Linked DNA regions of Mus musculus: all the other regions are linked to region 7. A link is a contact called in public Hi-C, HiChIP or PLAC-seq, Micro-C and promoter capture Hi-C data. All regions are on one chromosome and are shown on one strand. Each heading gives the region's core, a stretch centred on a gene start, on an enhancer-like site or on the middle of the called end of the contact. The rest is flanking DNA. Distances are from core to core; before and after follow the strand shown.

Evidence for each region. Promoter capture Hi-C pulls out the DNA fragments that hold promoters and counts their contacts. Hi-C and Micro-C count contacts between places; a contact is called where the count stands out from the background. HiChIP or PLAC-seq counts read pairs in DNA pulled down with a chosen protein or histone mark.
Region 1: a Micro-C map of embryonic stem cells shows a contact between it and region 7, with 1.9 times the contacts expected there. The contact joins the enhancer-like site here to the promoter of Skor1 in region 7. A contact is called at or near these places in 3 of 39 promoter capture datasets (embryonic stem cells, hippocampal neurons and stem cell-derived epiblast-like cells), 2 of 484 Hi-C or Micro-C datasets (both in embryonic stem cells) and 4 of 115 datasets of contacts at active chromatin or transcription factors (embryonic forebrain, embryonic stem cells and forebrain).
Region 2: a Hi-C map of bone marrow-derived macrophages shows a contact between it and region 7, with 19 read pairs. The contact joins the enhancer-like site here to the promoter of Skor1 in region 7. A contact is called at or near these places in 23 of 39 promoter capture datasets (the 3T3-L1 cell line, 3T3-L1-derived adipocytes, the C10 cell line and 15 more), 7 of 15 datasets of contacts at CTCF or cohesin (the NIH/3T3 cell line, embryonic stem cells, large pre-B cells and 2 more), 199 of 484 Hi-C or Micro-C datasets (the 63-12 cell line, the AML12 cell line, the AtT-20 cell line and 102 more), 49 of 115 datasets of contacts at active chromatin or transcription factors (the 230-238 cell line, DN3 thymocytes, the HPC-7 cell line and 31 more) and 5 of 9 other capture datasets (embryonic stem cells, embryonic tail, liver and 2 more).
Region 3: a contact with region 7 is called in a promoter capture Hi-C map of embryonic stem cells, with 7 times the contacts expected there. The contact joins the enhancer-like site here to the promoter of Skor1 in region 7. A contact is called at or near these places in 4 of 39 promoter capture datasets (embryonic stem cells, hippocampal neurons and stem cell-derived epiblast-like cells), 1 of 484 Hi-C or Micro-C datasets (embryonic stem cells) and 8 of 115 datasets of contacts at active chromatin or transcription factors (T-cell acute lymphoblastic leukemia, astrocytes, bone marrow-derived macrophages and 4 more).
Region 4: a contact with region 7 is called in a Micro-C map of embryonic stem cells, with 8 times the contacts expected there. The contact joins the promoter of Anp32a here to the promoter of Skor1 in region 7. A contact is called at or near these places in 1 of 39 promoter capture datasets (embryonic stem cells), 8 of 484 Hi-C or Micro-C datasets (CD8 T cells, embryonic stem cells, regulatory T cells and 2 more), 11 of 115 datasets of contacts at active chromatin or transcription factors (the NIH/3T3 cell line, embryonic forebrain, embryonic limb bud and 4 more) and 1 of 9 other capture datasets (adipose tissue).
Region 5: an H3K4me3 HiChIP or PLAC-seq map of embryonic stem cells shows a contact between it and region 7, with 7 read pairs. The contact joins the promoter of 1110036E04Rik here to the promoter of Skor1 in region 7. A contact is called at or near these places in 3 of 39 promoter capture datasets (the C10 cell line, hippocampal neurons and stem cell-derived epiblast-like cells), 1 of 484 Hi-C or Micro-C datasets (embryonic stem cells), 6 of 115 datasets of contacts at active chromatin or transcription factors (bone marrow-derived macrophages, embryonic forebrain, embryonic stem cells and 2 more) and 1 of 9 other capture datasets (liver).
Region 6: a contact with region 7 is called in a promoter capture Hi-C map of embryonic stem cells, with 28 times the contacts expected there. The contact joins the promoter of Smad6 here to the promoter of Skor1 in region 7. A contact is called at or near these places in 6 of 39 promoter capture datasets (the 3T3-L1 cell line, cranial neural crest, embryonic stem cells and 1 more), 1 of 15 datasets of contacts at CTCF or cohesin (stem cell-derived epiblast-like cells), 26 of 484 Hi-C or Micro-C datasets (B cells, CD8 T cells, cortical neurons and 6 more), 10 of 115 datasets of contacts at active chromatin or transcription factors (bone marrow-derived macrophages, embryonic forebrain, embryonic hindbrain and 3 more) and 2 of 9 other capture datasets (embryonic stem cells and liver).

The regions. Positions count from the first base shown.
Region 1 is chr9:63,974,023-63,977,732 of GRCm38.p6, forward strand. The region is part of intron 3 of Smad6 (SMAD family member 6); the gene reads right to left. Among named protein-coding and RNA genes, the nearest start is that of Gm36033, 32 kb to the left of the region's middle. Within about 2 kb of position 2,234, at least 28 of the 459 cell types and tissues checked have an H3K27ac peak or open chromatin away from gene starts, as enhancers often do. A contact at or near this core is called in embryonic stem cells, where this site is marked.
Region 2 is chr9:63,842,017-63,845,688 of GRCm38.p6, forward strand. No RefSeq gene overlaps it. Among named protein-coding and RNA genes, the nearest start is that of Gm39359, 48 kb to the left of the region's middle. Within about 2 kb of position 2,310, at least 6 of the 459 cell types and tissues checked have an H3K27ac peak or open chromatin away from gene starts, as enhancers often do. A contact at or near this core is called in the SCID.adh cell line and bone marrow-derived macrophages, where this site is marked.
Region 3 is chr9:63,957,763-63,961,781 of GRCm38.p6, forward strand. The region is part of intron 3 of Smad6 (SMAD family member 6); the gene reads right to left. Among named protein-coding and RNA genes, the nearest start is that of Gm36033, 16 kb to the left of the region's middle. RefSeq lists an enhancer at 553-3,789. Within about 2 kb of position 1,554, at least 136 of the 459 cell types and tissues checked have an H3K27ac peak or open chromatin away from gene starts, as enhancers often do. A contact at or near this core is called in astrocytes, bone marrow-derived macrophages, craniofacial prominence and 4 more, where this site is marked.
Region 4 is chr9:62,339,818-62,343,535 of GRCm38.p6, forward strand. It overlaps Anp32a (acidic (leucine-rich) nuclear phosphoprotein 32 family, member A), which reads left to right and starts at 1,526. Exons shown (of 7, transcript NM_009672.3): 1 at 1,526-1,737. The coding sequence starts at 1,684. Gm20346 (predicted gene, 20346) reads right to left here. Exons shown (of 2, transcript NM_001378702.1): 2 at 1,685-2,171. The coding sequence ends at 2,107.
Region 5 is chr9:64,047,156-64,051,226 of GRCm38.p6, forward strand. It overlaps 1110036E04Rik (RIKEN cDNA 1110036E04 gene), which reads left to right and starts at 2,674. Exons shown (of 3, transcript NR_040713.1): 1 at 2,674-2,740.
Region 6 is chr9:64,019,986-64,024,005 of GRCm38.p6, forward strand. Smad6 (SMAD family member 6) reads right to left here and starts at 2,074. Exons shown (of 4, transcript NM_008542.3): 1 at 220-2,074. The coding sequence starts at 1,039.
Region 7 is chr9:63,145,707-63,149,818 of GRCm38.p6, forward strand. It overlaps Skor1 (SKI family transcriptional corepressor 1), which reads right to left and starts at 1,274. Exons shown (of 9, transcript NM_172446.3): 1 at 1,101-1,274; 2 at 1-872. The coding sequence starts at 1,207.

The DNA of each region.
Region 1 (3,710 bases), core at 984-3,483, 830 kb after region 7:
ATTTCATTAAGTAAATTGCAAGTTGGCAAAAATTCTGAAAGAAGGGGAAAAGCCACGGGCTGGCCTGTGATTTAAACCTTATTTTAACTGTGACAGCGTGACTGCAGAAGGGCTCCTTTTCCAAACGAAAGGAAAAATAAAATAAAATAAAATCTAAGAGGAAAAAAAATAAGTTTTTCCCCCCCAAAGAGGGCCTCCCTCGAGCCGCCCCTCCTCCAGCCTCCAAGCAGGCAGCATTTTGGGTTGTTGTTGGTTTTTTTTCCCTGTAATTGCAGTGGTACCTAGTTTCCCAGTTTTCCCACGGATACAACAAATGGGGGGCGGAGGGGGAGGTGTGGAGGGAGGGAGGAAAAAGTGAGCGCACAGGCGGAGTCACCTCTAATTAGGGTGTTGGGTTTTCTCCTTACCAAAATGGCTAGGAGCACAGACCCCTGGGACTCCCTCCTTTCCCCCTCAGGCCTTCAAGTCCAGCCCCACAGTGGCTTCCCCACCTCCCCACGAGGTGGAGGCTGGGCCCAAAGGGGTGGTCCCTACTGCTCCCCAGCCTGGAGCCTCTATCATTCATCTTTAAAGTGAGGTACAAACAGCAACCACAATCAGGGTTCTGGCGGGGCAGTGAGTGGCAAAGAGGAAAGAATCCTGTAACATGCCAGGGGCCCACAGAGCCCAGGGAGGGCTGGGGACCACGGCTGCCAGGCTTCCGGGCTGGGATAAGTGACCAGTGTGGCCTGGTGGTAAAGCCACTAAGGAAGATGTGGTGAGGACATCTTGGGACTCGAGTGTGTACTGTGGGGGATGAAACTGAGGGCTTAGCCCATGATAAGCACATGTTCTAGAGGAAGTTACACAGGACCTCAGATCCGCCTTGACATTTAACAGTGACACACACACACACATACACACACGCACACACACGCTGCCCTCCATCCTCACCCCAGTGCAACCTCTGGAGGAGTCCTCCAGTCACCGATCTAAAACAAATATGTGACAGCTGCCTGTCTCTCTCCATCCTGCCTGAGAGAATCTGAACATCATCTCCTGGTACAAATGGGAAACTGAGGCCTAGCGAGATGGTAGTGAGATGGTCTTTGCCACGCAGCAGGGAATACAGCCCTGTTTTGATGATGGGGCCTGGAAGTCCAGAAAGACCTGCTTGTTAACATCCTGTGGGCTATGAGAGTGTCTGCTGGATGACTCTTGAGCTCAGCTATAACCTACCCTAAGTACTACCCTGTACTACTTTACAGGGCCAGAAAGGGAAAGACGTTTATCCAAGGTTACACAGCAAATGAGCAACAGAAGAGGGATTGTGAGTAAGGCGTCCTGTATGCCCAACCCTGTGAGCCCCATCCTCATCCTCGCCCCAGTCCATCTTGATGCTGCCAAGAGTTTCCTCAGGAGTCAGAGTCTCATCGCAACCCTCGCGATGGAGTCTTGAGTGAAGTTCTGAGCTCTAATACCACTGTCTACAGCGGCTGGGCTTCCTTCCCTTTAACATAGTTCCTCATGTTGTGGTGACTCCCTCCCATAAAATCATTTTGTTGCTACTTCATAACTGTAATTTTGTTACTATTAGGAATCACAATGTAAATAACTATGTTTCCCAATTGTTCTCATGTGACTCCTGTGAAAGGGTTGTTTGCTACCCCAAGGGGGTCATGACCTACAGGTCTAGAGTCAAAAGGTGTGTTTTTCTCCGAGAACCCATTTGTAAAATCAGGATGGTTAGTAACTGTACCCCACCCTCAAGACAGGCATCAGAACTCCGGGAGATCACACTGCAATGGCCCTGCCAATCAGCTAGCAGGCTCTCATTTCAGAGTCTCACCTCCCGCCACAGAGACTCTGAGAAACCCATACAGTGGACATGCAGCAAGGAGGGCAAGTGTTTCCTCCACTGGACAGTGGAGGACAGCCGGAGGCGGCAGAGACGGGTCGGCACGGCTCGGACAAGACTAGAGTTCAGTCAGTTCCCAGCACCTGTACCTGCTGCGCTCCCAGCTGTAGAGGATCGGACAACCTTCTGGATTCTTCAGGAACTGCACTCCCATGCACACAACTCATCCCCACCCCACACTCCCTACAGACCCTGCACACATAATTAAATTCAAGGCGGTTCCCGCGGTGTTAAGCTCCTCCCACCCAGGAGAGTTTGCAGAGCTGCACACAGGACTATGGATGGCGTGCCTGCGTGTCCATAGGCAAGTGCGGGAGTCGGAAAACACTGCCTGGATAGAGGGAGTGTGGCTGACTGTGCCAAAACAGAACAGTCCTTCATCACAAAACAAGGTCGCCCCTCCTAGGTAGAGAGTCACCAGGCTGCAGAATACAGGCATCACGAGACACAGGCCAAGAACAGCCTGCCAGTGACAGTGGCTGTTTCTGCGATGACAGAATTAGGAGCCTTAGAATGGGAGGGTTGAGGGGATGGGAGCTGGCCCTTTGTCTCTGACACTTAAGGACGGTACATTAAGGACATGCCAGCAAGGGGCTGGCAAGGATAGGGAGCCTGGGGAGACCAGCTGTGGCACTCCTGAGAGGTACCGGAGGGAGGTGTCCTGAGCCCCCATATGTCACTCTTGCCCTCAGCAACACCTGCTTCCCCCCAAACTCCACAGAGTTATGAAGCCTTTAGCCAGGGCTTTGCAGCTGGGAAGGCCTGTTCCAGGCAAGGCAGAGAAAGCTGTGAATCGCAGGAACCAGTCTACCATGGTGGGGGCAGGGCAAGGCACACTCCTGCCTCTAAGTGAGGGTCACCACACATTGTGGCCAAGTCTCTGATACCATTGACTCTGGCACAAGTCTCTTCCTTTCTGGGAGCCTAGTTTCCCCAGCTATGGAAGGAATCTTTTAATTTTTATTTTCTCTGTGTGTGTTGGGGGTGGGGGTGTATGTCTATGTATGTGTTCCCATGTGTGCATGTGTGTGGACAGGTATGTGTGGGTTTGTGTAGAGGCCAGAGGTCAACTGTCACGTGTCTTCCTCCCTTGCTCGCTTCCTTATTTTTTGAGGCAGGGTCTCTCATTGAACTAAGAAGTCTCTCCTGTGGTGAGACTGGCTATCCAGAAATGCTCTCTGTCTCTACCTCCCCAGCACCAGGATAACAAGCATGAGCCACCGTGCCCGGCTTTTCACATGGGTTCTGGAGTTCCAAACTCAAGTGCTTGTGTGGCAAGCTCTTCACCGACCCAGCCGTTGTCCCAGTCCCCTGGAAGGGACACTTGAGAGCTGAATGACCTCTGACATCTCTTACAGAGGGCCACTGAGGGATTTGGGAGAGAAGCCCCAAGCCAACATTGCTTGCCTGCTTAGGTATGGCCAAGGTCACCCGAGGGAACCAAACTCCAGGAGGGATTGGGAAGTCATGGAGCTCAGAGCAGTAGTACTACAGAGAAGCTATGGGACTCAGCGGAGATGGCCACACTCACCCACAGAAGCTGCCCACTGCCAAGATGACACCAGGCCAGGTCAGGGACTCTTCCCACCCATTCCTGGCCACAGCCTCAGCCTTACCACCTGCCCCTCATCCCAGATTCTACAAGTAGTGAGACAACACCAGCTTCCTGGGCCTTGGTGACTGACTTAAAGCAAAGCTGAGCGAGCGAGGGAGTGAAAGCTCGTGCCAAGCCTTGAGAGTCCATTAGCAGAGTGCTGTGCTGAAGTGTTTCACACAAAAGGGACAAAGGAAAGGCAAGATGGCCATAGAGCTC
Region 2 (3,672 bases), core at 1,060-3,559, 700 kb after region 7:
TGAGCTTTTCAGGATGGCTACAACTTGTGTTTGTTCTCATCTTGAGATGGAGACTGACCAAACAGTCATCATGTAAAACTCTGCTGTGCCCACAAGGGAGAAGATGCTACAATCCCATATTCATGATAACATGACTGAGATAAACAAATTATATGCATTTTTCCCATAATAAGACCAGAGTAAGTCACCTGAAGCCATCTAATCCCCTAACACCTTACCTGGACTAGCATTAATGTCCCTTACACATTTGTGAGCAAGGCAGTAAAAAGCCACCTCCCAAGGGCTTCAGGACAATGAGCAGACAGGCTGGGATCTGGTGTAAGAGTTGTCCAGGATCCAGGGGCAGCCTAAGGTACAGGTGAAAGATCTCCGCAGAAGGGTTGTGGTCAGCAAACACTGTGAATGGAAAGTCCTGCCTTGAGTCACATTCATCTGTGATTTGCTTTTAAAAAGATTTTGTTTATTTTATGTATATGAGTACACTGTCACTGTCTTCAGACACACCAGAAGAGGGCATCAGATCCCACTACAGATGGTTGTGAGCCACCATGTGGGGGAATTGAACTCAGGGCCTCTGGAAGAGCAGTCAGTGCTCTTAACCACTGAGCCATCTCTCCAGCCCACCTGTGGGATTTTTTTTTTTAAATGAATGGTTGATGGCAGGTGTCACAGGTCCTCCTTGGCTGGATCCTTTGCAGAAAAGCTAATCTGTCTATCCTGGTTTTCTTTCTCATTGTGATGAAAATGCCCCAACGAAAACATCCCGTGGGATTAAAGATTGACTTGCTCATGAATCCGGGTTTCTTCCATCGAGGCTGGGGAACTTGAAGCAGCATGTCACGTCGCATCCACTAGAGAGCTGAGAGAGAACGAATGTGTGCACCAGACTCTCAGTTGCTTTCTCCACTCATACGATCCAGGATCCAAACCTAGGGAATGGTGCTGCCCACAGTGGGCTGGATCATCCCATCTCAATTAGCAAAAGCAAGGCAATACCCTCAACACGTGCACACAGGCCAATTGATCTAGACGGTCCCGCAGTCAAGACTCTCTTACCAGGTGATCCCACTTTCTGTCAAGTTGACAATTAAAACTATCCATCACGCTGTCTATCAAAGCTGTACTAGATTTCTCTTAGATGCCCAGCCAGAGTCTCATAGCCCACTGGGGATTGAAAGGGGCACCGGTGCCAGTCAAAAGGCGGTATGTCCCAGGGGTAAGATGGATGGGATGATATGCCATTGCTGTTTGTGTTGGAGCCCCTAGGGTTCTCCAAAGAAGCAGTGAACACACACACACACACACACACACACACACACACACACACACACACACCCTGCATTGACGGACAGGACAAGTGGGAATGACAGTGTGAAGTGATGGGGTATGAAGGTATGATGGAATGTTAACCCCGCCTTGGGAAAAGCCAAGAGTCAATCCAGTTTCCAGCAAACTTTCCCCCTCAGTTCAAAATACAGAGGTGGAAGTGCAGGATACAGATGACCTCTTGGGGGACCCTAGGGACAGAACCTGCCCAGTGTGAGGCATAGCCACCTGCCAGGGCAGTACAGACCTCAGGAGGGAAACGGACCCTGCTGAGGATCAGTGCAAGGACAGGGAGGAAGTGGCTGCTCTGGTCTGTGGAGGAGGGTGAGGCTCTGAGAGGTGAGGCTGGGACGCCTGGGGGAGGGGTAGCAGCAGAGACAGGCCACTGGTCACCTGAGGACCAATCAGTCTAAGTGTCCACAGTGACAATGGTGGATGCCTGACTCCTCCCTGTCAGTGAAGGTTCTAGAACAGGAAAGGTACCAGACTGAATGTCACTGGGCATCGATGGTGCCAACCGCTCACAAGGAGACCAGCTCCAGAGCCTACAGTTGCCTGGAGCCTCTTCCAGCAAGGGGGCTGTATGGAGACGCCTCTAATGTCCCTAGCTAGAGGTCACCTCCAACAGCGGTGCTGCAGAAAACCCGATGGAATAGACAGAGAGGTGACACCACCTGCTAGAAGATGTCATCGAGTGACCCTGGCCACTGAGGGTGGGCCTCAACCAGGTGGCACTGATGCTCGTGACTTAGATGTCCCTGAAAACAGGAACATACCTGAAGACTCACACACAGTAGGCTTGGGTCAGCATTCCAGCAGCATCTGTGGAAGGCTTAAATATCACGAGTAAAACATTCACAACTTCCCTACGGGTGCATCATTACTTCAGAATGAAAATTAAACAGTCAACCTACAGGTGAGATGGTGGCACTAGTTTGCGGAAAATACAGATGGAGTGTGTCTTTGTCTGTGTGTGAGCGCCCTCTTGTGGTGATCATGGCACAGTGCCGCACTTGACTAAATGGATTTCTTATGGATGGTGCATGAAGAAGACACCTCAATCAGCCTTTGCATCTACCCTGGGTTTCTTCTTACCTGGACCATAAAAATACTGGTGTCTTTTGTCTTTGAAGTCCCAGAAGTGCTGAGAACTATTCAAAGAACAGGCCCATTGTCTGTGCTAGTCTACAAACTAGCAATATGCTGGCTGGAAGGGCGAGACTTCTCCTGGCAGTGAGCATATCACCTTCCAACTCTAAACCTCCATGTGTACTACACTGAAGACCATGAAAAATGTCCATCCTTCCACAGGACGTAACAAGGGAAAGAGAGAACAGACCCCAGTCCATAGTCTCCAGGCAGCCACAAGTCCAGGGAAGCCTGGGTCACACCTACTGCCATGCCTGACTAGAATGAGCCCTCCTTGCTCACACATATCCTAATTTGGGAGGTGAATCATTTGTTTACTGGATGTCCAGATCTTCCCAGGAATGGTATGTCACTCACTTCTTACAGGACGTGGGGAAGAAGGCTCTCAAAAATTCTGATCCCTTGTCAGAGTAATGAGGGTAGCTCATTTAAACATCACCTCTAGCAAATCAGAGAACAAATCAGAAAGAGACGTTGGAAGTGGGAGGTGGGGTGGGAATGAAGTCATACCAAGCAGCAGGAGGCATAATGGCTGGCCATCAGGGATGCCCTGGGCTGAGGCAGAGGTGGGCCTCAGGACCCTGAGGAGGGTACAGATGAACTATCAAGAAGATAGTTAATGTTAGGGATTTTGCTTGTTGTTTTGACACAGGGTCTCATGTATCCCAGGCTAGCCTCAAAATTCACTGTGTAGCGAGGATGACCCTGAACTTCTTGATCCTCCTGCCTCCACCTCCTTAGTTCTAGACTTGCTGGTAAGCATCACCACACTGGTTTATGTGGTGGTGGAATTGAACCATGGGCTTCACGCACCCTAGGCAAACACTGTACCACTGTCTCAGCTGAGCCACATCCTTAGCCTGGGTATCAGGTTTGTGATAAGGAAAGAGAAAGCATTGTCTTGGGGAGGGGAGTCCTTTCTGAGTTCCAGGCTGGGGTTTAGCGGTGCCTGAGCTCAGCAGTCCTTGTGCATTTCAGAGTCTGTTGACCCCCAGGTTTGGTCTGTTGGGTGGATTTTTCCCCCCAGTGAAGAGGAGAACTGGAGAGATGGGAGCTTGAGGGTCGAGAAGGGTACTCTGGTCCCTGGAAGGGGATGGTTGTTTCCCTACAGAGCTGTGGGAAGTAGGAGAGTCAGGAATTCGGGGGGGGGGATGCACCTGTTTCCTGGTGTAGAGAGGGTCTTGATAGGCCAGGGGC
Region 3 (4,019 bases), core at 304-2,803, 810 kb after region 7:
ATGGCTGCAGCCACCTGACTGGCAAGCTTCTCCATGTACCCAAACCTCGCCTCTCTTCCTTTGTAAGAACTTATCAGTCATCGAGGGCTCTGCTCACCGGGGGCCACTGTTGGACTCTCTAGAAACTCAAACAGTAAATCAAGCATACACAGAAAGAGACCGTCATCTCGCTCACTGGCTCCAGGCCTGTTGCAACAACCCAGGCAAGGGGACTCAAGCTTCGAGGTGCTCCAAGAGGACTGTGAGTGGGAGGGCCCTTTACACTCTCTGTAAAGCACCTCGGTTAGTTCCTGGACTGGCACCTGTGGTGACCGACCTGCCCTGTAACAGAAGGGATGGAAAGAACACTTACGATCTAGAATGAGCCCAGCTGTGGCTCCATGCTCAACGCTCACAAGCTCCAAGAACTCAATTTTGTGGAGACCTGTATGCTGTGCGCTGGTGTGCTTCAGTGATGTAGAGCAGGCAGGCTGCACCCATGAGCCCACATGGCCCTACTCTACTCATCAGGGACAGTGTCTTGTAGAAAGAGCCTTCTCTCTTTGGGGTTCCAAAGCTCTGGCCCTGTCATCTTCCACAGCCACCAGCCTAATTAGGAACCATCTCTTTAATTGCAAATAAATACCGGGGGAGTCAGACCAGAGCAACATCAAAGGTGACCGAGGTCTGACCGAAACTCACGCTTCTCCCTCCTCCCTCCCCTCCCCAATCCCTGGCCTGCTCAGGGCCTGGCCTAGTTCCCAGCCAGCAACGGGTCCCGCTGGGAGGGGTGGGTGGGAGGAGAAACGCTGGGAGCCCTGCCTTCTAGCCAGGATCAGTTAACTGCCTCCTTTCTCAGCCTCGGTCCTCTCCGAGGAAGTAGCTATAATGTGCAGCTCTGAATTTCTATGTCCCAGCAAACTCTAGCCAGTCCCTTGCTGGGAGCCCTGCTCAGCCGGTCTCCAACAGGGGGATGGTGTGGCTCTCTCAGGGACACGGGTTAGCAAAGAAAGGAACCAACCAACTCCACAAACACCAAACGCACAGCAGAATGGACCACCCTTAAGTGCGCCTGCTTGGAGAAGGAAGTCACACACAGAAAATCCACTGAAAGGCAGAGGCGGGAAGTTCTCCATAGGCAGAACAGCTGATAAAACATGCAATAGCAAAGGTGGGCGGCAGCTCTCAGTGAGGAGTTCTGGGCTACATGTTCAAGGCCCCAGGTTCCATCCCCTAAGACTGCAGTAAATACATACAAAGAAAAGGAAGGAGGAAGGAAGAAGAGGAGGAGGAAGAGGAGGAGGAGAATCAGGGCAGTTGATAACCTGAGGAGTAGGTACACAGGAAGGAGAGAACTTCCAAGACAGGAACGATGGGAATCGGGGTGTATATATACACCCCAGAAGAGTCACCACAACCTAAACACTAGGCTAAGCAGGTTTTGGCTGTAGCTACTGACATCTACAGGAGTCTCAGAAGGTCCCCCAGGTGACAGCCCCTCGCCCCCATTGTCTCCCAGAGGTACCCACATTCCTGCCACCAGAGGGTGGTGGCAGCCTTCTCTGAGCACCAGGCAAACAGCCTCAACAAAGGCCGTCTCCCTTGCTCGGCCCAGCCACAGTCTGCCATGCCTTCCTCCAGAGCTCTCTGCCCAGCCAGGGTGCCTAGAGACCAACATGTAATTTTGTGTGTGTGGGAGGGGGGTACTGGACCTCAAGGGGGCTGGCTGGAGTCCGGAGGAGGTGGAGAGCGGTGGAATCCCAAGAAATGTCTTTAAGCTTATTCGAATCAGCAATTTTCTGTCAAAACAAAGTGCAGGAGCGCGGTGGTGTGCTCCCTCACAGGATCCAGCTAAAGCACGAACACAGTGAAATGTCTTCTCCTGCCCTCTCTCCGCCTTCTGACCACAAATGCCCAGGGTGGGCCATCCCAAGAAGGGACCAAAACATGTCCCAGTCTGGCGAGAAGACAAAGCACTCCCGGGAGGTTTGTGGGGTGGTCCGTCCCCACCGTATCCCTAATATCTGCTGGGCTTCACATCTCCCTAGCTTATACCACCGTCCTTGCCACCAATTAAAAACAACCAATAAAGACTGCTTGGCAGTAAGCTTCAGACAAGAACCAAATCCACTCCCTGTGGCGTGCCGAGAAGAGAAGAGACCAGCTCTCTAAAATCCAGAAAGCAACTAGCTCAGGGGTCACACAGCAAGTTGGTGGCAGAACTGGAAATCAGCCTAGGGCTTTCTCTCAGCCCTTTGCATGGGGGCCTCCCACTCTCCTGGAAAACTACTTTCTTCTGTCCCAAGTCATGCCTGTGGCTTCAAGTTCCCTTCATCCAACCGGCAGCGTTTCATCTGTGGCTCCAGAGCCTGGGAACAATTACGCAGGCCCTGCATCTGGTTAACCTAACACCCCTTTTAAAGCCTTATTTGCCCATTAGATAAGTAGTTTTTGTTATCAAACTGAGGGGAAGAAACGAGTTTCCAAGGAACTCTCCTTTGTCCTTTGGGGCCGAAGAAATGGCTTCAGGTTTGCAGCCAGTCCAGCCAGCAGCATTCATTAATGGTCCTGGCCTTCCTCACAGGGGAGGGAGGGCCTGTCCTTGCCCCTGGCTGCTTCAGAAAAGCAGAGAAAGAATGCACACAGGGCCACGTTAATGGTCAGCAGCTCAGAGCCAGCCGAGCGAGCCTCTGCTGAACGCGGGCTGGCCCAGCTGACAGGAGTTTCCTCCTCCTAGCTCCCCCCCACCTCCCCAACCCCCCACCTCAGAGCCAGCACCTCGGGCTCCCAGAGGAAGCCTGGCTTCCAAGAGGAAGTTCCTAATCGCTCATTACATCACAAGAGATCTGGCCACCGCTGCTGCGGGCCTGCACCGGGCCCACCGCAGGGGCTCTTTTAACTGTGGGTCTCCAGTGTGGAGACCGTGCTGTCCTCCCGCCCCACATGGCTACTTGGTTGCTCTGCTGGCAAAAGCGAGATGGGTACAGAAAGGGAGAATGCCAGCAAGAAGAGAGGGGAGCCCAGGAACAGGAAGTCCACTGGACCGACGACTGAGGGGAGGTCCAAAGAGGTGAAGTGACTTATACATGTCACAGTAGAAACCGCTCAATGGAGCTGGGACCAGTGGTATCTCCGCAGAGGGCATGGGTTTCACGCACTGGATCAGGAGCAAGGAAGCCTGTGTGCAAAGTCCAGCCCTGCCACTCACCAGCAACGGTAACAATCCCTACAGAAAATATTCTGAGAGACACTTGTGACCCTCCCTTTGGCCATCAGACAATTGTCCCCAAGGAATTGGAATTTCCCCAGGAATCTCATGCTGGGAGCAGGAAAAGGCAGAAGGCTGGTGTCAGCAAGAGGGAGAACAGAGATTTCACACTGTTCTGACAACTTGTCAGGCCACCTTGCAGGAGGGACTGGATCCTAGGCAATAACAAGCCAATGATGCTCGTGCAGGATCGCCCCTTGGACGGGGCTATCTATTTAAACCTGAACGTCGTATGTCAGTCCCTAATGATGGCCTTGGGGGGGGCGCTGTCACTGGACCTATTTATTTGTTCCTCTTCCCAGGGCTGCCACTCTGAGTAAACCACCGTTATCTGCTTCTCATTACTCCTTGGCTTATTGGGGGTGGACAGTGAAGCCCAATTTGTACCCTAAAACAGTAATAACACTCTTGCCATCTCAGGCAAGTGACTTTTTGCTCCTCTGGGCCTCAGTTTCCAAAACTGCACAACAGGGATACAGTCAGCAGCTACTTCACAGGGCACTGGGGTCAGCTGCAGTCAGACGATGCCTTGCCTGGAAATGAGCAACCTGGAAATTAACAGCGATCACTGACTCTTGTTAGCAGATTTCAAAAATGTAAGCTATACAAATTATTTACAGCAGTTATATAATGCATAGTTCACAAGTATATTCATGTTGGGTAACAACAACACTCGGCAAAGATGTGCTAATGGACTAGAGACTCAAGGAGAAATAATAATAATAATAATAATAATAATAATAATAATAATAAAACAAATCAGTCAACACTG
Region 4 (3,718 bases), core at 276-2,775, 810 kb before region 7:
ATTTACCATCCAAAAGAACAAGAACTTCAAGACTTCTGCTATAACAGATTTTGTACACTACACCTTCTTAAAATATTTGTAATGAAAAACTATTATTGCTTTAAAAACCTTATCCAGAAACATGAGCTGATACATTGGCAAAGAGATAATTTGGAGTTCTTTGTGTTTTTAAAAGGAAACAATACAATTGAAACATTCCAGATATACAGCCTTTGTAAAAATTAACAAAAATCTAAGGATAAGAAATGTCAAATGAACAACGTAAAGAAATTACATATTTACCCAGACGAAATGGTTTTATTTTGTACTTCCAGCTACTTAGAATAAACATTTATCAGCTTTCAAATCCATTTGTTTGATCTAAAAGAACTAACTAAATAAAATACTTAGTTCTAATGTCTCAAAAAAAGAATTACTTTGGGGGTGTTTGCAGAAGCGTGTAGATGAAGACACATAGGAAAAGACACTATGATAAAGTTGTGTGAATAAAATTAAACATGTATCCCGTAATTTGTTCACAGCCGGACATCCACATAGTACCATGAGGTCCGAGGGCTGCCCATAGGAAGCTGGTAACCCAATGGGAACCAGGGCTGTAAAGGTTTCTTAAAAAACGTAACGTGGTCGAACAAAAACAAAACCCAAAGCAACTGTAAGACCTGGCGTAAGTGCCCCCAGTTAGCGACTCTTTGGCAATGCAGATCCAACCAAACGATTAGAATGAAACGTGCAACGCTCTCTCTCAAAAAATCCTATAAAGCCCGTCAATTATGTTCGGCTCTGAGAATCGGCAGTTCCCAGCACCTTCCTTTTCCACTTTTTAATATTTTATACAGTTCTCCATCTGCGGCCTTTCCATTCATTAATTGCCCTATACAAGATCCCCCCGATGACTCTCGGGGAATTGCTTCTTTTAAGACAGGGCATCAGATTGCCAAGCCTCTGGGGTCGAGATCGCGCCCTCGCTCCTTTGGATGTGGGAGCGTCATGCACTTAAGACTTGATTATTTAATTGCGGAGATGGGAGCAGACCGGTCGGAGGGGTTGTGCCAAGTGGGCATCCCGGGGTGTGTGTGTGTGTGGTGGGATTTGTCCTTCGTGCGCTCCAAAAATGCGCGCCCTCCTTGGGCCTGCCTTGTGCCCGCGCGCCCCAGGCCTCGTCCGCCCGCCCAGCACCCAGAGGATGCCCCCGCAAGGACCCCGCCCCTCCCGTGTCCACGCACCTGCGGCCCCGCCCCCGGCCACGAACCTTCAGGTCCACGCACCTGCCCTGCCTTCCCTCCCGCCCCCAGCGCGCAACCACCAAGGTGCAGCCGCGCTCCTCTTCGGCGGCCCCGGTATCTAAAGGGGTCCGTCTCCGGCACCACAGCCAAATGGCTGAGCCTCCCTGGCCCGCTGCGCAGGATGCCCATTGGACCCTGCCCCCCGCCGCCACCACCACTATTGGCTGGCGTCCGAAGCCTCGCCATTTGATTGGCTCTTGTTGCCGCCGCTCCACGCAAGGAGCCGCAGGTCCCGCCTCTACGGCGATCAGGTTAGTGTGCGCCGCGGGTGCTGGGGGCTCGAGAACCGAGCGGAGCTGGTTGAGCCTTCAAAGTCCTAAAACGCGCGGCCGTGGGTTCGGGGTTTATTGATTGAATTCCGCTGGCGCAGGATCCTCTGCAGAAAGAGAGAGCGCGAGAGATGGAGATGGACAAACGGATTTATTTAGAGCTGCGGAACAGGACGCCCTCTGATGTGAGCATTTGCCAAAAATATCTCTGTCGGTCCATTCTCCTACTTTGTGTTATGTGTGCGTGTGTGTTTTGGGGGGAAGGCACTTTTTTATGGAGGGGGGCTCCGGGGAAGGTGTGGGGTTTGGGGTCTGACTGCAAATGAATTGCAAGGTTGGATGGCGGGGGTGGGGGGGGTTGCAATGCCACCGGAGCATGTTTCGTCCGCCGTCGCTGCTGCCCTTGGTGTGTGACTGACTACCTGTGCGTGTGCTCCCGCGTGTGCGGGTATGGGTGCGAGGGTGTGCGTGCGAGTGTGCACCCAGCGGGGGGCCGGCGGGGCGCACGCGTTCGGGTCGGAGGGAAGGCGGCAATTTCACCCTCGTCCGAGCTCTCAGCTCCCACGACTTGCATCTGGATGGAAAAGATGATCGAGGGGAGGAGAAGATGGGCTGCCTCCTGGATTAAACAACAAAAAGGGGTTGTTATATTTTAGAAGCGTAACCCCCTTTCCGCCCCCTCCCGCGCCTGCCCCCTCCCTTTGCAGTCTCTTTCGCTCGCTCGCACACAATAAGTTTTGGGCTTCGCGAGTCCGGTATAGTTTCTGATCAATGTAGCCCGAGGACCCCGGGGAGAGCGCGTGGGGACCCGACTGCTGCGGAGTTGGGAGATGGCTCGAGTTTAAAGCGCGTCTTCGTTTCTCTGCGGGGATGAGGCGAGAGGTGGGGAGCCATATTTGTAACTTTGTCGTGTTCGTGAACGCGCCCTTTCTCTCCCTCCCTCCCTTTCTCTGTCTGCCTTCCTTCTCCTTTCTCTCTCACTCTTTCCACCCCACCTTTGGGCCAGATGCTGTCTTTTCTCCCTTCTTCCTCGCGGAAAGGGAGGGGGGGTACCTTAGGTTAAGGGGGAGGGATTGTGAAGTGTGCAAATGCTCAGATAATCCTCGCGCCTCCCCAACCACGAGCGTCGCTAATGTAAGTTGCCCGGAGGCTGCGTCCCGTTCTGGCCCCCGGCTCCCTCCCCAGATGCCAGCCTTGGCACCCTGACGCCTCATCGGCAGCAGACACCCCACCTTCCCGGTCCTTGCTTCTCCTGGGGTGGGCTCCCTGGCAGCCATTCGGCGCTTGGTTAATAAATGGGCACGAGAAACTTTATCAGAACCCGAGCTGCCCAGAGCTAGTGCCGCTGTGGGGACCGACCCAGTCTACATTCTTGCGGGCACGGCAGGCACGCAGCTCTGGGATGGGCAGTTCGTCTGGCCGTAGCCGTTATGGATTGGGCAGCGGCGGGAGTATGGCAGGAGGAAACTTACACCGGTGGGAACAGGGAGGCTGGGCGCGAGCCCACTGCAAGGGGAAGTGAGGGTTGGTGGGTGACTCGAAAGCTACTGTTTATTTTTGTCTCCCTCTCGCTTTCACGCACTCGTGTTGTCTGCGAGTTGACCCATTCGAGAGACCTTAGGGTCTGCGGTGGAAACCCTAGCCAACTTCCCCTCTAGGCTCGGTAGTAGGGAGCAGGAGCTCGCGGGCGGGAAAGATCTCGGGTCTAGCCTGAGGGTCTGGGGCTCGGGCGAGTTGGGGGCTCGCGTAGCACGTTGTGCTGACCTGTCGCCCCTCCAGCCACTTGACCCCTCGAATCCTGACAAAGGCAGGCCTCATTTCCTCTTTTCTCCTAATTCCTCCTTCTAAACCTGAGTAAGACTTTTGAAAACAAGCTCCTTTCTGCCGACCGCCCATCCTCACGCAGCTGTGCACTGGAGACGTGCTACAGCCTTATGGCGCGCAGGGCGGAAGGAGGGGGCACCCCTAGCACCAGGACTTGCCGCGGGGGCTGCCTGGTTCGCCCGGTGGCGTCCCGACCCAGCCAGGGTGCCCGATCCCGGGGGGTGGAAGGGACTGGGTGTGGTGCTGGGGGGAGGGGGCCGAACGCGACTTCCCGCGTACTTTCCCGGAAGACCCCTATATGTAGTTGGGGGGCTTCAGGGTCCCGGCGAGTAGGTGCGCAGC
Region 5 (4,071 bases), core at 1,424-3,923, 900 kb after region 7:
TAGGATGGATCCACCCCTCTCTGTGTTTAGTCACAATATCATCATTTCCTTTGCTGGACAGTAAGTCGCTTTCTCTACCTACGACGTCTTCAGAGCTCTCAGGTGAATGAAATTGAAGGATGCGTGTTAAGATGCAGCTTCTGCATCTAGACCCTCTTTACGATCAGCTTCCAAACCCCAACCTCCCCTTCCCAGAAGCTTCTCGGGCCTTCAGCTAGGCACAACCACAGCCTGGAGAGTTGGCACCCCTCTCCAGGGGCACCTTTTCCTTGTCTGAGATCATAATTCAGGACTGATTTCCAAGATGTTCCCAGAGCCCTGAGTAGTCTCAGGCACTGGACCAGTGAGAGAGGGACCCAAACAACCAAAGTGAACCAAAGTCTCTGTCCTATGTCTGCAGAAAAGGCTTAGGACACCTGCTCCTCCTGCCTTCTGAGTAGTTGGCGTAGTGATGACCCCTGAGACACTCCACAAGACAGAGAGAGCTCACTTGGAGTGGGTGTTTTGAAACCTCAAAGCAAGTCCATAGCGACATGCCTCCTCCAATAAGGCCACGTTTTCTAATCCTTCCCAAATGTTTCCAGCAACTGGGGCCAAATATTCAAATAGATTCTACGGGGGCCATTCATATTCACAGCACCACAGTAACCAAGGACGATCTTATCTTGGCATTTCCGATGCTTTTTGCCTACTCCTCCTCAGTGCTCTGATTAGAGCTAAGGGCATCAGGCACGACGTGATGCTGGGGATTGAACCCAGTGAGGGCTTTACATATGCTGGGTAAGCATTGCACCAGCCAAGCTGTACCCTCTGCCCACACATATACATTTTAAAAATAAGTTGTGGGGTTGTGGGCCAGAGATACAGCTCTGTGGTAAGAGCGCTTGCTACTCTTCCAGAGTAACCAGGTTCAGTTCCTAGCACCTGTGGTGGGTATCTCACAATTATCTGTAACTCCAGCTCTAGGGGATCCAATGCCTTCATCCAACCTCCATGGGCACACTCACAAACATGCAGACACACAGAGAGACACAGATAAATATACAGGAAATAAGTAAATAACGGATCAGATGCAAACAGAGCACACAGTTGAGGATGTGAAGAGCAAGCATCTTTCTAAGCCCTGGGACCCTACTGGCACTTCACCTAACTAGAGGCTGAATCCCCTCAAAGATCCTCCCTTAGGGCAAGATGAGGGGCCTGGGCCCCACAGGAAGCACATGCTCTTTGCACCTTGAAACAAAGCTGCCTGGGGTCACTTAGTCTCTACTTGGCTACCCCCAAATAGCCAAGGTTACTACATGTCTCCCATGTCTCCATGTATCAAAGTCCCCGGCAAGGTCTTCTGCCACATCATCTGAACACTCCTGATCTAATCCGATCCCAGAAGCTAAGTAGAGCCGGGCCTGGCTAGCTTGGATGGGCCACGAAGTCCCTGGGAAGAGCCGCTCTTCCTGGGGAGCTCAGTAAGAGATGTGACCCGGGGAGAAAAGAGGCAGAGTAGACGCAGTGTGAACAGGAACCTGGGCAGCCAAGGAAGTAATGCTTCACAGAGTTTCTCTGCAGAAAGGCCCCATTGGTTGCCTCCATAGCCTTCCTCGGAGCCTTCACAGCTTACATACTGAGTGTTTAAGTGCTTACACACACACACACACACACACACACACACACACACTCACATTGAAATCCCAGTGGGACACTACAGTCTTGATGGTATCTCTCTTAAAGTGAGGAAGAAAAAAAAAAACAAAACAACAACAAAAAGAAAAATGGAGCTTAGAGGATCCCAAGCAGAGAGACTGACATATATAAAGAGCATGGAATGGTTAAGAAATTCCAGGGGACACCTTAGTCTTGGTGGCAGACACTAAACAGGAAGCGGCAGTGTAGGTCGGGCGTAAAAGTCCTGAGCATGAAAGCATGCATCTGGATTTTATGAGAGAGAAGGAGTTTTTGAAGCCGTTTACTGCAGGAGCCAGCTTGTGTTCTGCCTGATCTCTCACTTCCTGTGAGTGCTTAGGTAGGAGATGATACGGGTAGGAGGCAGAAATCCTGGCCTAGAAAGCCAGGACGCAAGGTTTGAGGGCCTGGTTGAAGCTAAGCAGACACTGTATACTGTATTTCTCTTAAATTGGATTATAGTCTCTCTCTTTTTATTCTGAATTAAGCTGTAATGGAATTTTTTTGTTTGTTTTATGTCTTTCCAAGGCTGAGTCTTTTTTTGTTTGTTTGTTGTTTTGTTTTGTTTTTTCTCTGTGTAGCCCTGGCTGTCCTGGAACTCACTCTGTAGACCATGTTGGCCTCAAACTCTGCCTCCCAAGTGCTGGGATTAAAGGCGTGCGCCACCAGTGCTCCGCCCCCAAAGCTGAGTCTTAAGGGAGTGCAGTCTGGCTTCAAACTACACAGCCAACGCTGGCCTTGAACTCACAGTTCTCCACCATACCCAGTGTGGGTAAAAATCAATAAAGCGTGTGAGGCCGGTGACTAAGCCACTACAAAAGAGCAAAGGTAAAAATAATGAGAGCTGTTAATGCAGCTTCACGTGCCCGTTGTACTGTTTTGTAGTATCCGGGGGATTTCCAAGTTCACCCTCAGTTACTCCTCCTAGCAACCCGAGGAGGTGGTGTCTTACTCCCAAACTTCAGGTGAGGGTATGACTACAAAGGAGTTGAGGATCTTCCCCATGACCAGCAGGAAGGGCAGCAGGACTCCAGGGACCTTGCTCTTCACGAGGTAGCAGGTGAGCACAGCCAAAGGCAGAGAAGGCCAGCTTGGACTGGAGTGGGCGTGGCCGGAGTAAAAGGGCCAAACCAAGCGGAGCCAAGACGAGCTTAGACTCAACGGCCCCCAGCTTGAAAAGGAAAGTATCTTCCGTAGAATTGTTCTGCCGGATACAAGCTCCGGGAAGTTTAACTATTTGGTGTTTGCTTCCAAACCAAACCAAACAAACAGAAAACCCCGCGGCGCTGTGGAAAGCGCGGAGGCCAGGTGATCACCCTATTTCCGGCGGGGGAGCCGGATTGGCCCTCCTATGCAGTGCCGGATGCCATGGCAACCAGACACAAGATGACTCTCCAGAACTGGCGCCACCTCCCCTGAGGCCTTGGCCTTGCTGTCCTCCAGGGTGATTGCCTAGTCAGGAGGGGAGAGGAGCAGCCACACCTCTGCCTGCCGGGACTCTGCTCTCTCTGCCTAGTAAAATTCCGGTGCTTCCTAAATCTCACGGGCCATCAAGAGTAGCAGCCCTGAGAAGTTGGGCGAAGGGAAAAAAAAAGCAAAAAACAAAATCCAAAATACGCTCAGGGGCTATCAAGGCACTTTGAATCAAAAACTTGGTGGCGACTCCAGCCGTGTGTAATCAGCAAGCCAGGGGCTTCTCTGTCGCATGCTCTAAATGGCAAGCCTGCTCCACACAGCGATTTCCCTGATTCTGGCCCAAAGTACAACCCTCCTCTTTCTTGAGCTCAGATGTTCTCAATGGGTCCTTATTGAAGCAGAATCAAGCCCCGAGCCTCTCCAACATCCAAGGCATTTCACAACGTTACCTTCTGGGAGACTCTGCCCGTGACTCATCCAGACAGTCACCAGCTTATCTTTCCTGAAACGCGTCCTGTTTCCAGGCTTGTGTTCTTGCTGTTTCATTTGCCTGGAATTTCCAGTCTTTCCTTCTGATTCCCTTTTGACCAAGATTTGAAGTTTCCCTTCCAGGAAATCTTCTTGGAATGCTTCCAGCTTCCTGGAAGTTCCAAGTCTATCCCCTCAGCCCAGGGATGAGCACTGATAGCCGTTGGATTTTGTTATAAGCAAAATTGTGGCATCACCAAGTTCATGTTGACTGACTGGCTGGCATCTAGTACTTCAGAACTGGGCTGTACTTGGAAGTAGGGGCTGTTTAGAAGTTGTTATGGAGGCTGGGGAGGTGGCTCAGTTAGTAGTGTTTGTCTTGCCTGTACCTTGAAACTGAATTTGATCCTCAGAATACATGTAGAAGCAGACATCATCATGGTGGTACACACATGAAACTCCTCCAGTGTCAGAGGCAGAGTCAGGGAGATCCCTGTGGCTCTGTGG
Region 6 (4,020 bases), core at 824-3,323, 880 kb after region 7:
CCTTTCTCACTTCGCCGGCGCCACAAAATAAAGTTACCATCTGAAACTGCAGACATCTAGCCCTCAACTTTCCTCAATCCCCTGCAGGCTCCCAGTACCGGGGGAGGGGGGCGGTCGGGAGGGGGGGAGCATCCCTAGTGTATCCAACAAAGAGATTGGGAAAGGGAAAGGGAACAGGACGGTAGAGTCGGAGGTCGAGGCGACCCTGCGCACGCTCACCTGGCCCGCAGAGCCGGCTGAAGTGGTAGGGGTTGCAACACACCGTGGGCCCGTCGGCGGCGGCGGTAAAGCTGTGGCAGCCGCACAGGGGTTTCAGCTCCACTGCGTGCTGCAGGTCTGGCCAGCGGAAGAGGCGGCCGAGCAGCAGCTGCGGTGGCGCGGGCTGGCCGCCCAAGCGGAGGTCGGCGCGCGGCACCAGCACGCAGCCGCCCGGTACGCCGCCTCGGGACTCCACAGCCTCCAACAGCGTGTCCAGCGAACGCTCCTTGAGCCTCTTGAGCAGCGAGTACGTGACCGTCTTGAGCTCCTGCTCCAGAAGCAGCAGTCGCGAGCGGGCTTCGCGACTCCGAGGCCCGCCGCCCTCCTCCGGCTCCGGGGACTGTCTGGCTTGGGGATCGCCAGAGTCCCGGGGCGCGCCTGCTGCGTCCCGTTCGGAGAAGAGACAGCAGGTCACCGTCTCGCAGTCACTCTCAGGCAGCCAGCCTGGGCCTCCAGGCTCCGCCACATCCAGCGGGGAGCCCCCAGCCCCGGCCCCCGACTCCGACACGGGCCTCGGGAGGCCCCCTGTGCGCCGGCGCCTGCCCGCGATCGCGGCGCCTCGCGGTCCCACCGCGTCCCGGGGCCGCCGCGGGGCTACCGAGCGGACTTCGGAGCGGCTGCAGCCTCCGCCCTCTCGTGCCCGCGGGGCAGGCTCAGCTCGGCTGCCCAGGCTCCCATCCTCGTCGACACCACCGCCGCCGCCGCTGCCTTCCTCCCGATCAGGGACCACACGACTTCGCCAAAGTCGCCGCACCAGCCCCGAACGTTTAGACCTGAACATACGATACCCTTTGGCGCCTGGGGTGGTGGGAGGGGAGGCGGTCTCCGGTTACCGGGGGTCCGTTCCCTCAACGAGGCGCCGGCTGAGCGGGCCGCAGCCCCACATGAAGCTCTGCCGCGGGGCGCCGTGCAGACCGCGCACAGCCTGTCGTCGAAGGGGCACCGCAGGGCTGCAACATGAGGGAGCTCGCGCCGGGCCAAGCCGGGCCGGGCCGGGCCGGGAACACGCGCGTGTTGAGCCTCAGTCCGCGAGGGACCAGCGGGCTACATGGATCACGATGGGCCGGGACCGCTCAACTCCAGCTGCTTTGGAGCCTTAGGGAAGCCACCAGCGAAACGATGCTAGAGACACCCTGCATGGGCCGGCGAGCCTTCAAAAGTTGCGCGGCTGGTACACGAGCACAAAGCGCTTGCGTCGTGCCCCCAAATGTGTCTGCACAACTCTGCCTTCAAAAGCCAAGCTATGCTACATGGGCTTTCCCTGCAGGATCCGAAACTAAGGCTTGTGGATAACTCCCATATCCCTGCAACAAAATAAAAATAGAAATAAAAGCAAAGCAAGAAAAAGGTCCCAAACAAAACTCAAAATGCTTGGATTTTGCACGCACGAAAAGCAATTCCGTCTCAGGTCCCGGGCGCTCGGTGCACTTGGGGCAAGTCTCTCCTGAACGCGGGTGTCAACACATGAGTGGAAGCCGGAAAAAAAAAATCCCAAAGAGCTGCTAGGAATCCTTAATTAAAAATGCAATCCACCGAAGCAGAGGTCGCAGCCCGCCCCACGCTGCGCTGGGTCGCTTCGGGCGCCGCGGCTGCCGAGGTCGCCCCCCCCCCCCTTCACCAAAGTGCCTCCTGGTGGCCCCGCGGTCCCAGCGAGGTTTGGCGAGGCAGCGCCCGGCGGCTCTTTCTCTGGACTCAGCTCCCTCGCTCGTTCCCCCTCTCGGCGCTCTCTCTCTTTTTTGTTCTCCTCAAACGCACACTGAGGGCCCCCGGAGGAGCGCCGCGGAGTCATTGGCTGCCTCCCATCATATGCCAGTCTAGACACTTTGGCGGCTCCGCGGCGCTGATTGTTGCGCAAACAAGGTTTCAAGTTTCTTAACTCTTAAAGGAGAACACGTCCCATTGCTGAGCCCGAGGCTCCGAGGGGGCTGGTTCCCGGGGCGGGCCGAACGCGGGCCCCCGCCCCTCGCCCGCCCCAGCACCCCCGCCCCGAGGCTGACAGTGCCCGCGACTCACTCTCAAGCTCACGTCGTGCCTTGGGCACGGATACCAGCCGTCCCGCACACGCGCTAACAAACACTCACACCCTGATGCCCAGCTCTGCTGGGTGAACCCACCGCGACCCGGACTCCGAGGCGGCCCTTTGCCTCTCTCTGGCTTGTGCCCAAACTTGCAAACGCGCATAGCACTTTAGAGTCAGTCCAAACCCCCAGCCTCAGCGCGGGCTAATAAAAATGGGCGTGTGTGTGCGCCTTCCTGCCCTCCGTCTCTGGGGAGTTGGGGGGCGGCGGCGAAGTTGGGATAGCGGGTTTCTTCCGTGTCCTATGAAGGCTCCACGCACCCCCTGCCCAAAATTAGGGGTCTCTCCGCCTAGGCTACACTGGGGGGCGGGTGATCGAGGGAGCTCCAGGATAGCCCGAGGTGGGGACTTGGACAGGGTGGGGTAGAGGCAGGAGTGCTCTTGGATGGCTCCTCCTGGTCGCCCCGGCTCTCCCTCCTGGCGTCCTAGGCTCCTCTCAAGGCCAGGCGCTTTCTTCTCCCTTCGAGGATTTACCTTATGCCCCTTCGAGAGTGATAGAGGGGCGTGCTTTCCCCAGTTATGTTTCACTATAAAAACGGGGGCAAGTTGGGGACAGACTTGGGGACCCGGCATGGGAAGGGTTAAGGCCGCTCCTGCCCTGGAGCCGGCGCGGCGGGGTACCTCCTCGGGCGTGCTTGCTAGTCCGAGGGTGGCAAAAGTTCAAGCTTGTAAAGTCAGGATTGGCCCCGCGCGGAGGGGAAAAAAGGCCTGGTTCCCCCTCCCCCTCCCGGGCGTGGCGCCGATTGGCCCAGCCGCAGGGCCGGCCCCGCCCTCCCCTGGCGCGCCGCGGCCCCACCCCCGGCGCAGCACCACGCCCCTTTCCGGGCAGGAGCGGGGCCCCGAGCTCAATGAAAGAAATTCCGCTACTCTCATTGGCCTGGGGCTTGACGCCGCACCCCGCGGGAGGCGGAGTGGGGAGGATGGGGCGCGGACTTGTGATCCCCTTTAGGATACCTGTGCTCTGGACTGCTGTAGCGAAGGTGGTGTGCAAGTCCAGGAACGGGTCTGGAAGTGCGCTGGGGGAAGGGTCGTGTGTGTAGGAAAGATACAGACTACTTCCCTGAGTCTTACCTGGAGCCAGGTACTCCAGTGCTGCAGGGCCGATTGTCACACCCACCCTTCACTATTTTGGCCAAGGTGAATATGAGTAGCTGTCCTGGCCTTGGTTTCTCAAGATTCTAGGAAATCCTTACTAATAAGTGCATACATCAAAAGTGGGCAAGAAGCGCCCACACAAACTTGTCTTTTAGCTTCCGTTCATCCCTGAAGAAGTTGATGATCCTAAAACGCAAAGAGAGCCTACAGGATTGTGCACACCCATGAGTACAGCACTTGGGAGGTAGAGGAAAGAGAATCAGGAGTTCAGTGCTCTCCTGGGCTACACAGAGACCTGGAAGCCAGCCTGGGCCTGCGTAAGACCCTGTCTCCGAAAGTCTCCCAAAATAAAATAATAAATACAAAGAGAAGCCAATTATGTTCTCTCTTACGAAGATTTTGTTGCCTTGCCTCTGGGTTACAATAAGAGCAGATGCTTTGAGCTCTTTACCATGGTAGCAGAAGTTTCAAGCCTAAACAGCTAATGGGTTTTATTTTCTCTGTGTACAGATGAGAAACTGAGGCACAGAAACTTGCTCATTTAATTTGAAACCTATTGAGAGCACTAAGACACCAAAACCAGAGAGCTC
Region 7 (4,112 bases), core at 24-2,523:
CGCAGCGCAGACTTTTGTGGGGCGGTGGGCCTGGGGCCATCTCTGAGCCGCACCCTGGACCGCCACCGCCACCAGCGCCGCCCTTCCCTGCACCACCAGACCCGCTATTAGCGCCGCCTCCGCCGCCCCCTTGCAGGGAGAAGGTCCGCTTGCGCGTACCGCCATTAAACATAGCCTTGACGTCCTCCCAAGCGTGGCTCAGTTCGTCGGTGGCCGACTTGTCACTGAGTTTGAGGTGCCGACGCCACGAGTTAAAGTTGGCGGCGTCGGGCTGAGTGTACTTGGCGTCGGGTGTGCGGTGCGAATGGAAGATGAACTTGTTGGGAGAGAAATACATACTGCAGTAGCCGCACTTGATGCACTTAGCACGAGAGCTGTTGTAACGGGCAGGGATGAAGCTGCCCCGAGAGCCCCATGCGCACTCGTGCACCACGTCAAAGGCGAAGTTCTCAGGCAGTTTGGGGGGCTTGTGCTCGCCCAGGAACGACTTGCACAGGCGTTCGGCCTCTCGTTTTGTGATCATACCACAGCGGCGAGAGGAGATGGGCATGGCCCCGGCCCGACGCAGTATCTCCAGCTGCACCGGCGTGCATTGCACGCATGTGATGCCCAGGGCCACGCGGCGGTTGTGGATCTCATTGTAGCTGTAGTTTTTGAGCAGGGTGTTGGAGATCTGGGCTAGGCACAGGCGCTCCTGCCCATCAATGACCAGCGACACGATGGGTACCCCGTACAGCGACGTCTCGCCCACCTGGTTGGGTTTAAGGGCGCTGGATCCCGAGTAGGGCTGCAGCTCTTGCTTGGAGTTGGGAGAGGAGCTGCCCTCGCGTCCCGGCCCCAGCTGAGTGGTGAGAGCCTCCATGCCGCCGCTCCTGCGAAACAGAGAGAGCAGAGAGCAGATGAGCCATTTTTTTAGCGCCGCTACCTAGGTTCAGGCCCGCCCAGCGGGGCGCAACGTGTGGGGTGCGAGGGGGTTACTTGGCAGTGGGGAGCTCAAGCTCATTCGTCCCACGGACTGGCCCCTTTTGTTATTCAGACCAGCTTCTGAGCTGAAACAAAAGCACCCGGGGGGCTAAGGGAGGAAAAGGGAAAATCGAAACCTCAGGAAAGCCCCGGCTGCCAGGAAACCAATCCTGTTTTCAGATTGGAAAGGAAGTGGGACCCAGAGACGGAGAGTGACTTGCCCAAGGCCACACAGCAATGCCATAGCCAAATCCAGGCTTTCCAGCCGGCACTCAGGTTTGCGTGCCTTCAGCTACCTCACAGCTCGCCCTGCCCGCCAGGGTCCTGAAGCCCGGACTTCAGGGACCAGCGGCCCCTCTGCTCAGTCGCGCATGCACGCGTGCGGGCGGGGGCAGTGAAGGGAGAGGTGGGGAGGCGAAGGAGGGGCACTCACTGCCCATCACAAACTGCAGGATGTAGGGGTGGGGGCAGGGAGAAGGGGGAGGGATGGAGGTTGAAGGAGGAGGATAGAAGGAAGAGGAGGAGGCCACTGCTGTTCGCGGTGCTGAACCCTACCCTTTCCAAAGCTTGTCGCGTGCACCACGACCTCGGGTGGCCCCCAATGCACCTATCTTCGTGGTGACCGGCTTCCAGGGACAACAGTACCGGTTTGCACAAACCTGTACTTCTCTTCTGACTCCTTGAGCCCGGTGTTCCTTGAGCAGAAAGAGTCCAGCTGGGTTTACAAAACGCTTTCTTGCCAGCCATCAGTTAGGCCGGGATCACGCAGTCTCTAACCACATTTTCTGCATTTTTTAGCTGCATTCCAGACTAAAGCCGGCTCCCCTCTTGTCAGCGCTTGGGACAGAGAGGTTCTCACAGGCGTTTCTCTGGAGTCACTTTTTAGCTTTGGAAACATGCCCCTGAGCTTTCTGTCCTCTTCCACACAGCTTTTCTTACTCAGACCCAACACAGGCTCCCCAGGCTCTGGGCTGCTCCTTTTGTGGGGGTGACTCCTCTTTGAGTATCCTTCATGCCCCGACATCAGCTCAGATGGGCTAGAAGGAATCTTGGCCACTCTTGGAAGCCACTGTAAAACTCCAAGCACTAAAAAGTTGCTGCTGGTCCCTCGCTTTGATCTCTGGAGAAGGCAGAGAGGAAGCTGTATCCACAGTCTAGCCTGGTGGAGGACCCAGGAATTGATGTTTAGGGCCTTCTAGGTCGCCCAGTCACCTCACGTGTCTTCAGACACTCAGGGCTCCATGGACCCAATGCTGGGCGGCAGGCGCTCTTGCCGCCAATCTAGTCCCTAGGACTCCCTCCTCCGAACTTGGCTGGAAAAGCAAATCCATTTCAGAGGGGTAGCTTCACTCTAACAGGGATCCGAATTCCAAAGCTAAGAACCTGGCATCTTTGGTCTGCAGGTATCTTTCCCTCCCTCTGTTTGCTTAGATACTTATTTGTCGATCTTATCTGTCCCTGAGCTGTCTGTCGCTGCCAGCTCACCGCTCTTTCTCCCATCTATCTTGTATCTTGTTCAAGTATCAACCTATTTATTATCTGTTTCATCTCTTCCAGTCAAACTGAGGCAAGTTGATCCTCCCTTGTCACTGAAATCCCCAGTAACATTTTAGGAGGCAAGCAAACTACTGTGCTAACTCCCTGGCTGAGGGGTCAACAAGGCGAGCTAGGTGTCCCAGGGACGGCTCTCACACAGGCTGAGGAGGTGGCTAAGGGGGCCCGCAGCTGTGGGAAATGACGATGGCTTCTGGGATTTCTGGGCAAATGTACCGGGCCCGCATAGAGTGAAGAGGACACCCTGAGCCTGGAGCGTCCACCTGAAGCTGGGGCTCCTGAGTCCCCAAGGGGTTTTCCCAAAGGGCTTTTGGCCTTGGAGCCCGGAGAAGTGAGGGACCCTAGGAAGGAAACAGCATTTCGAGGGCCAAAGAAGAAAGCACCAACGAAGGGCCGCACTCAGGGACAAGGAGCAGTGCTCAGGGCGGCATGGGGACCCCCTGGCCCGCTCCTGTGGCTCGAGGGGCGAGCCTAGCGAGGTTAAGCAGGCGGGAGGTGGGCAGCGGTGGCAGCGAGGCTGTGGAGTCGTTTGTTAGGATAGGAAACAACCGCCACAGAGTCTAAAGGAGAAGTCAACGAAAGAAGCGCTGCGGCGGCCGGCGCGGGGGCTGTGGGCTCGCGATCGCAGGTACTCACCGTGCGGGCGGCTGGAGCCGGGCAAGCGGCGAGCGGAGGTGCGCGGCGGGCGGAGCGGCGGGCGGGAGTCGGGGATCCGCCGGGCTCTCCGGGTGACGGCGCGGCCCCTCCCCGCGCGCGCGCACAGCCGCGCAACCCCGCTCCCCGCGCTGCCACCCGCGGCCCCTCCCGCTCTCAACAGGCACGGGGCGCCAGGGTCCCCGGAACGGAGCCCGGTGCCCGGAACCGCCGCCCCCGAGGCCGGGGACTGGCCCGAAGAAGAAGCCGAAGCCTAGAGCTCATGGCGCAGCGGCGGGCACGGCCTCGGTCACAGGCGGGAGTGGCGAGGCCGGCGCTGGGCGGGAGCGCCTGACAGCTGCGAGCCGGGGCGCCACACCCACCACCCCTCGCTGTCCCTCGCGCCCTCCCCGGGTGCGCCCGCCCGCGGGCCACGCGCCGCGCCCGCCGCCTCTCCGCAGCCCCAGGGCCTGTGCGCCCCAGGTAAGCGGCCGCCCACCTGCGGCCCGCGGCTCGCACCTGCGGCCCTGCGCGAGCCAGAGAGGCCGAGTGGGCGGAAGGGATGGAGGGGATCAGAAAGTCCCCCCCGCCCCCCATAACCAAGCGCTAGGGTCCAAAGCTAGCCATTGCCACCGAGGGCCCGAAGCCGGGCTGGGTGGTGGAGTTGAGGGTTACTCAAAAGAAAGGGGAGTAGGGAGGGTCACATCGCGCTCCCGCTGCAAGGACAGTGGAACTAAGAGTTTGCCCTGGAGACCCAGACGGGCCGTCCAGACTGGGATGGAGTACTGAGCGCTGGGGAGCGCAACCGGGAAGGGGCAGGCGCAGCGCCCCAAGGCTCCTGACTCTGGGAGCAGGCTAGAATGCATTATTGTGAAAGTCACCCTTCTGCTTTCTTCACTGGGCAAGGGACGGCTGGGGACTTGGGTTTGTGCCCCAACCCCAGTATCTCTTATCTCTAACAG